Regions from separate parts of the Rattus norvegicus genome. Here region 1 is linked to region 2. A link is a contact called in public Hi-C data. All regions are on one chromosome and are shown on one strand. Each heading gives the region's core, a stretch centred on a gene start, on an enhancer-like site or on the middle of the called end of the contact. The rest is flanking DNA. Distances are from core to core; before and after follow the strand shown. Region 1 holds the start of Cbr3 (carbonyl reductase 3). Region 2 holds the start of Chaf1b (chromatin assembly factor 1 subunit B).

Evidence for each region. A called contact is a pair of places that touch in the nucleus more often than the background predicts.
Region 1: a contact with region 2 is called in a Hi-C map of hepatocytes, with 1.8 times the contacts expected there. The contact joins the promoter of Cbr3 here to the promoter of Chaf1b in region 2.

The regions. Positions count from the first base shown.
Region 1 is chr11:46,476,685-46,480,012 of GRCr8, forward strand. Cbr3 (carbonyl reductase 3) reads left to right here and starts at 1,611. Exons shown (of 3, transcript NM_001107110.1): 1 at 1,611-2,010. The coding sequence starts at 1,722.
Region 2 is chr11:46,669,251-46,672,265 of GRCr8, forward strand. Chaf1b (chromatin assembly factor 1 subunit B) reads left to right here and starts at 1,400. Exons shown (of 14, transcript NM_001024741.1): 1 at 1,400-1,451; 2 at 1,891-2,079; 3 at 2,653-2,785. The coding sequence starts at 1,954.

The DNA.
Region 1 (3,328 bases), core at 361-2,860, 190 kb before region 2:
GATGTCCTTGTTGCCTGGATCACATGACCAGAGAAAAAGGCAATTCAAGAGCAGGTTTATTCTGGCTCACAGCTCCAGAGTCTGTCATTGTGGTGTCCTAGTCACATGTGCATAAGACAGATGGTCACACTGTGTGTGCATGTGTGTGTGCGCATGTGTATGTGTGTGTATGTGTGTTTATGTGTGTGTGTTTGTGTGTGTGTATGTGTGTGCATGTGTGTGCATGTGTGTATGTGTGTGTATGTGTGTGTATGTGTGTTTATGTGTGTGTGTTTATGTGTATTTGTGTGTGTGTGGATGTGTGTGTGCATGTGTGTGCGTGTGTGTTTATATGTGTGTATGTGTGTATATGTGTGTGTGTGTGTGTGTGTGTGGTGCAGGGCTGGAGGCATGTACCCGTGTGTGCAGAGGCCAGACATTGACAAATGTCTTCCTCCATTCATCTCTTCCTGATTCTTTGAGGCAGAATCTCTCACTTGAACTCAGACCTTGACAACTTGGCTAACCAACTTGCCTGGGCAATCCTGCTTCTGGGATTACACACCAGCTGCCCTGCCTGACATTGTGTGGATCTTGGGGATTTGAATTCTAGTCCTTGTGACCTTTACCCGCTGAGCAGCAGCCTTGGCTCATTCACTTTCTCCCTTTTACTCAGTCCAGCATCCCAGCTCCGGAACCGTGCTTAGCTTAGGGTGGGTCTCATACCCTGTCAGCCTGAGAAACTCCCTCACAGACTGACAGACAGAGAGGTCCATCTCCTAGGTGGTTAGATCCTCTCAAGTTAACCATCACAGGCATGCCAGGCCCCCACAGAGCCTAGCATCTTCCAGACCTCAGGCGGGGTTAATTGAAACAGAAGGTGGAGTCAACAAACAAGAGGCGAAGGCAGTTTGACCGGATTTGCTTGGGAAACGCTGAATCACTGTGAGGATTTAATTGGCCTTAAACCTCAGAATCACTAGCCAAGTAGGATCAACACAGACTGGATTCCACTCAAGAAGGGAGGAGGTCTGACTGCATGCCCACATTTAGACGCGTCTGGAATTGTGTTCGTAGGTTCAGAATCTCCTTGGAAGACAATTCACATAGACCTAGACCAATACAGATCTATCTGCATGCCCATGTACACTTAGAATAAACCAAAGACCAAAGACGGGCACGGAGGGCTCCTGTACTACATGAGCCTTCTCTCCCACGTGGGGGCGCACCGAGACCTCCAGACGCGCAGAGCTCGCCCACACCTGTTCAGTCTACTCCCAGGCACTGTTCCCTCAAGTCCCTCAGCAAGCAGCGAGTGTGAATGTTAAGTAATCTCAGTGCTAGTTCGGTAGAAGCAAACGTTTGCATTTGCATAGAACGACGGGCTCTCGCCCAAGAAAATTACGGATCACTTATTTTCCTCCTTTTGAGGTTTCCCCAAAATAGTTGCTTCAATCCGACAGCCACGAGTCCCACTGACCCCTTCCTTTGGGAGCAGCGCTTGTCCCTGCCCAAGGCTTAAATCTGAACCAGGATCTCTACCCCGGCGGGCAGGCGGGAGGAGGCGGACCCTTCAGGAACGAGGGCTCCTCCTTGGAGGGGAGGGACCGACTTCTCAGGCCTTGTTCTCTAGCAGTCGCAGCGCCCAGTTCCAGAATCAAGTCCTACGCCAGGGTTCTGACCACGGCGTGACCCGCTGCCCAGCCGGTCTGACAGTCCGGTGGTCCGTGTGTCCCTCTGACATGTCGTCCTGCAGCCGCGTGGCCCTGGTGACTGGGGCTAACAAAGGCATCGGCTTCGCGATCACGCGTGACCTGTGTCGGAAATTCTCGGGGGACGTGGTGCTCACGGCGCGGGACGAGGCGCGGGGCCGCGCAGCGGTGAAGCAGCTGCAGGCGGAGGGCCTGAGCCCACGCTTCCACCAGCTGGACATCGACAACCCGCAGAGCATCCGCGCGCTGCGCGACTTTCTGCGCAAGGAGTACGGAGGACTTAACGTGCTGGTCAACAATGCGGGCATCGCCTTTAGAAGTAGGTGTGGGGCTCCAGGAGGAGGTGTCCGGGGTTCTCCGAGGGTGCAGGGCAGCGAGCCTCCGCGATCCGGAGGCTGCGCCATCCCGCCTGGGTGCGTCCGGCTCCCGCCCTGCGAGGCGTGTTCCCGCGTGCGGTGGGTGACTCGGGTGAGGGCACGCCCAGGCGTCCCACTCCACGCCCCACCCGGCCGGCGGCCTGTGCCGGCCTGTGCTCTGCCGGAGGCCCTCCTTGGAACTTTCAGCTGTGCCTGTTTGCAAGAAAACCAGCCTCCTGGGAGGGGACCACGCCTTGCCAAACTCATCAGCTTTCTGTCCCACGCACGAAAGCTTTTCTCAGAGAAGGGTCTTCCAAAAAAAAAAAAAAAAACCGGTTGGAGCTTTAGCTTTGCGTGAAACAAGGGCGCATTCATAGATCCCAGGAGACATCTGTTGAGGACAGGAAACGGGTCTCCCGGACACAATTAGCGCGCGCTGGCACGGGATAGTGAGTGGGTTTCCTACAGGCTTTAATGGAGTGTTTTGGGAGGCTCTAGCAAAAAGGAAGCGAGCCCTGCTTCCCCCCTCCTAGGGGAAACTAGGTTTGTTATTAAACTTAAAGCGGTTTGAAATCATCTCCCTTTAGGGGGGAAAAAAAATCAAGATCGCTTACTCCAACAAACGTTCAATTAGCAAAATTACCCAGTTGTCAGGTACTGGAACAGAAACAAACAGTTCTGCTTCACTTATAATGCTTAGAGAGCCAGGAGACCGACAAGGGGAGGAGACTACTGTGGAGCAGAAATCTATCAGGTTGGCCCTGGACAGGCATAGGCGCCTTGCATGAGACCCAAATCACCCTTCCACCCGCATTTCCAAACTCTCGCATTTCCAAACTCGGCCTGTGGGCTTCCGGGAAGGGGAGGGGTGAGTTCACCACCCCAGCCACTCTCAGCCTCGGATGGAAGATTTGGTGAATTACAGCCTTGGAAGTCCCTGCTTTTTTTTTTTTTTTTTTTTTTGGTTCTTTTTTTCGGAGCTGGGGACCGAACCCAGGGCCTTGCGCTTCCTAGGTAAGTGCTCTACCACTGAGCTAAATCCCCAGCCCCGGAAGTCCCTGCTTCTTAAGTGTGTGCCATGTGTATGCGAACTTCAGCAGCAGCTGCGCCCCTCACCACACACATACACACACACACACACACACACACACGCACGCACGCACGCACGCGCGCGCGCTGAGTTCTTACACCTGCCGCACCAGAGCCTGCATCTTTACCCAACCTCCAGGAACCGCCTACTTGAATTCAAGCTTGAGATGGGAAGATCAAAACTGGGTGTTC
Region 2 (3,015 bases), core at 150-2,649:
AGCTACAGTGTACCCACATACATGAAATAAATAAATCTAAAAATACTAACTATAATTAACCTCAGAAAATTTGCATTTTAAGGAAATAGGGTTTTGTTTGTTTGTTTGTTTTGAGACTGGGTCTCTTGTATACCAACCCATCTCTCTGGCCCCTATAATTAATTTTTTAGAAAATTGTATGTGTCTGAGTTTTGCTTATAAGTATGTATGTATGTATGTATGTATGTATGTATGTATGTATGCATGCCATATCTGTGTTGGAGGTCAGAAAAGGGTGTTGGGCACCTGGAACTGGAATAGTCATGAGCCACCATGTTGGTGCTGGAAACTGAACTCAGGCCCTTGACCAAAGCAGTAGGTGCTCTCATTGCTGAGTCCTCTCTAGTTCTTGAGATCAATCAGTTCTTTATAAAAACTTAACTTTCATATGCTGGCCTGTAAGAAGTCAAAACTATAAGAGACAAGGATTTTAAAAACACGTGAATTATTGAGAAGGGTCATGGAGGATGAATTAACCATTACATAATTGGAATAGGAGTTACTTGGTTTCCTACACATTCGTCACGTAGCCTAGGCTGATCTCAAACTTGCTGTGCAGTTAAGGATGACCTTGAACTCCTGACCCTCTTCCTGCTTCCACCTCCAGAGTGTTGGGATTACTATATAACCATTCTAGGCTTCCTTCACATCCCCAAGAGAGGGCAAAAGACACTTCCTATTTTATTGACATTTTGAAACTCCAGAGGCCATTTTGGGATATTTGGTGGGAAGGGACAGCTCTCAAATATTCACTGCATGGGTGACTGTTAATTGGTAAAATTGGATGAGTCCCAAAGTTTCCCATCTGTTCTTTAAGAAATGTTATATATTTCGTTTTTGTTTAGTCTTAAGTAGTAGGCCTCTATATAGCTGAGGATAACTTTGTGCTTAGGGTCCTCCTGAGTGCTGAGATCACCAGCAGGGGCTGGTGACAGAACCAGCCGCTGTTTGCCTGCGCGCTATCAGCCGGCTGCGCCTCTAGCCCGGCTTTTCTTTCTACATTCAGGGCGGGCAGATCTGTCGGCTGAGCACGTGGCACTGACGCGTGGTAGGTAGGACATCCTACAACTCGGGTTAGCACGTCAACGCTGGACCAGCCTGGGCTCTGCGGAGGCGCGGGGATAGGATTCCCGGTCCCACCTAGCAGGAGCTACAGGACAGCCCCGCCCACGGGAAAGAAAGAAGTCCAGAGCCCCGCCCACCGGAAGTCACGGTGCAGCGAGAGTGCCGCCCACAGAGGGGAGGGATACCCTGGAATCCCCCAGCAAGAAAGTCTGTCTTGTGACAGCCCGCCCACGAGGGGGCGTGGCCTCCTGGAACCACGCCTTCTGGGAGGCGTGATCGGAGGCGTGGCCTGCGGCGCGCGGGAAGCTGCGGGCAGTGGCGGCTCTGAGTGGACCGAGTCCTAGCAGGTAGGTTCCTTGTTGATACCGGGTTTCTGAGCCTCTGGCCTGGGTCGGGCTGCAGCTGCTCGTTGGGGCCGCCGGTCCTGATCTCGGCGCGAGCGCAGGTGGAAGCCAGTTCGTCCCAGGCAGCACTTTTCACCGGGACCCAGACTCCCGCGCCTCCCGCCAGGCCGGGCTGCGCCGCCTCAACCCGCGCCCCTTCCTGCGAGTCCCCCTCCGCTGCCGCTCGCTGGGATGACCGCCCATACCCCAGTACCGGTCCCTGGGACCCCCACCTCGGCGCGATGCTCTATGCTGCCCGGCCTCGCCTCCATCTGGGGTCTTTGGTTTCTTTCTCTTCCGGAACGGTACACTGGTGGAAGTCTCTGCCTGTGCGAGCGTTTTAGCTGAAGATTGCAGATGTCTGCGCTTCTCGCTGTTTACCGGCTCGCCCTTGCTGTTCCAGGGTCGCTGTTGAACTCTTTGCTAACATTCCCAGCCTCCCTTTGCCTGGCGGAGACTCTGGAGGATGAAAGTGATCACGTGTGAAATCGCCTGGCACAACAAGGAGCCAGTGTACAGCCTTGACTTCCAGCATGCGGCAGCCTGTAGGATCCAAAGGCTGGCGTCCGCGGGGGTGGACACCGCCGTTAGGGTAAATGGACAGGCGGGAGGATACCGGGAGTGGAGCGCAAGTTTTCATTCCTTTGTTTAAAACTCAAGCAGCAACTCAAGTCGGTGTGCCACCTAGTCCAGTGTGCTAAATTCTCAGGCCTGACGTTAGCAAGGAATGCTGGGGAGATTAGCTTTCTTAATTAACATTGGCTACATTGTTACAATGTACAGTATTTTAGAATACTAAACTAGGAAGAACTCTCTGGTAGCCGACATGTACCCCCAGTACCCGTAAGGTACAGATGGAGGGTCCGAAGTTTGAGATTCTCAATAGTAGTGGAGTTTGAGGCTAACCTGGGCTAGGTGAGACCTTGTCTCAAAATAGTAATATTGATAGTAATAGTTCCTGTGCTTTGCCCATTTGCTCTAGAAAGAACTGGAAGGAGGGGGTAGCAGGTACTGGCGCCGATGGTTTGAATTTTTGCTAATACTTCGATTTACAAAGTTTCAAAAAGGAAATTGCATTTTCTACCAGAAAATAAGTAGTTGTCTCCTGGGAGGGAGACAGGAGGTAGCTAGTGTGTTTCTGCAATGTCTGCTTTGCTGCCCACAGATCTGGAAGGTGGAGAAGGGGCCAGATGGAAAAGCCATTGTGGAATTCCTCTCCAACCTTGCTCGGCACACCAAAGCTGTCAATGTTGTACGCTTTTCTCCAACTGGGGAGATTTTAGCATCTGGAGGAGACGGTAAGTATTGTACTTAATAATCCTTAAACCGGACACTTAGGCATAATAGTGACATTTGAGCTGGGTGGGAGGGGGTTGTGTGACATGGTCCAGTGATCACAGCAGCATGTTGGAGGCTGAGACAGGAGGACTGAGAATTTAAGGCCAGCTCTGGCTAAACGGTAATGTTCTTTTCACAGAAAGAAAATCAGACAGTGAGATCTGAGCTGGTCGTATCTCTCTGTTTCCCC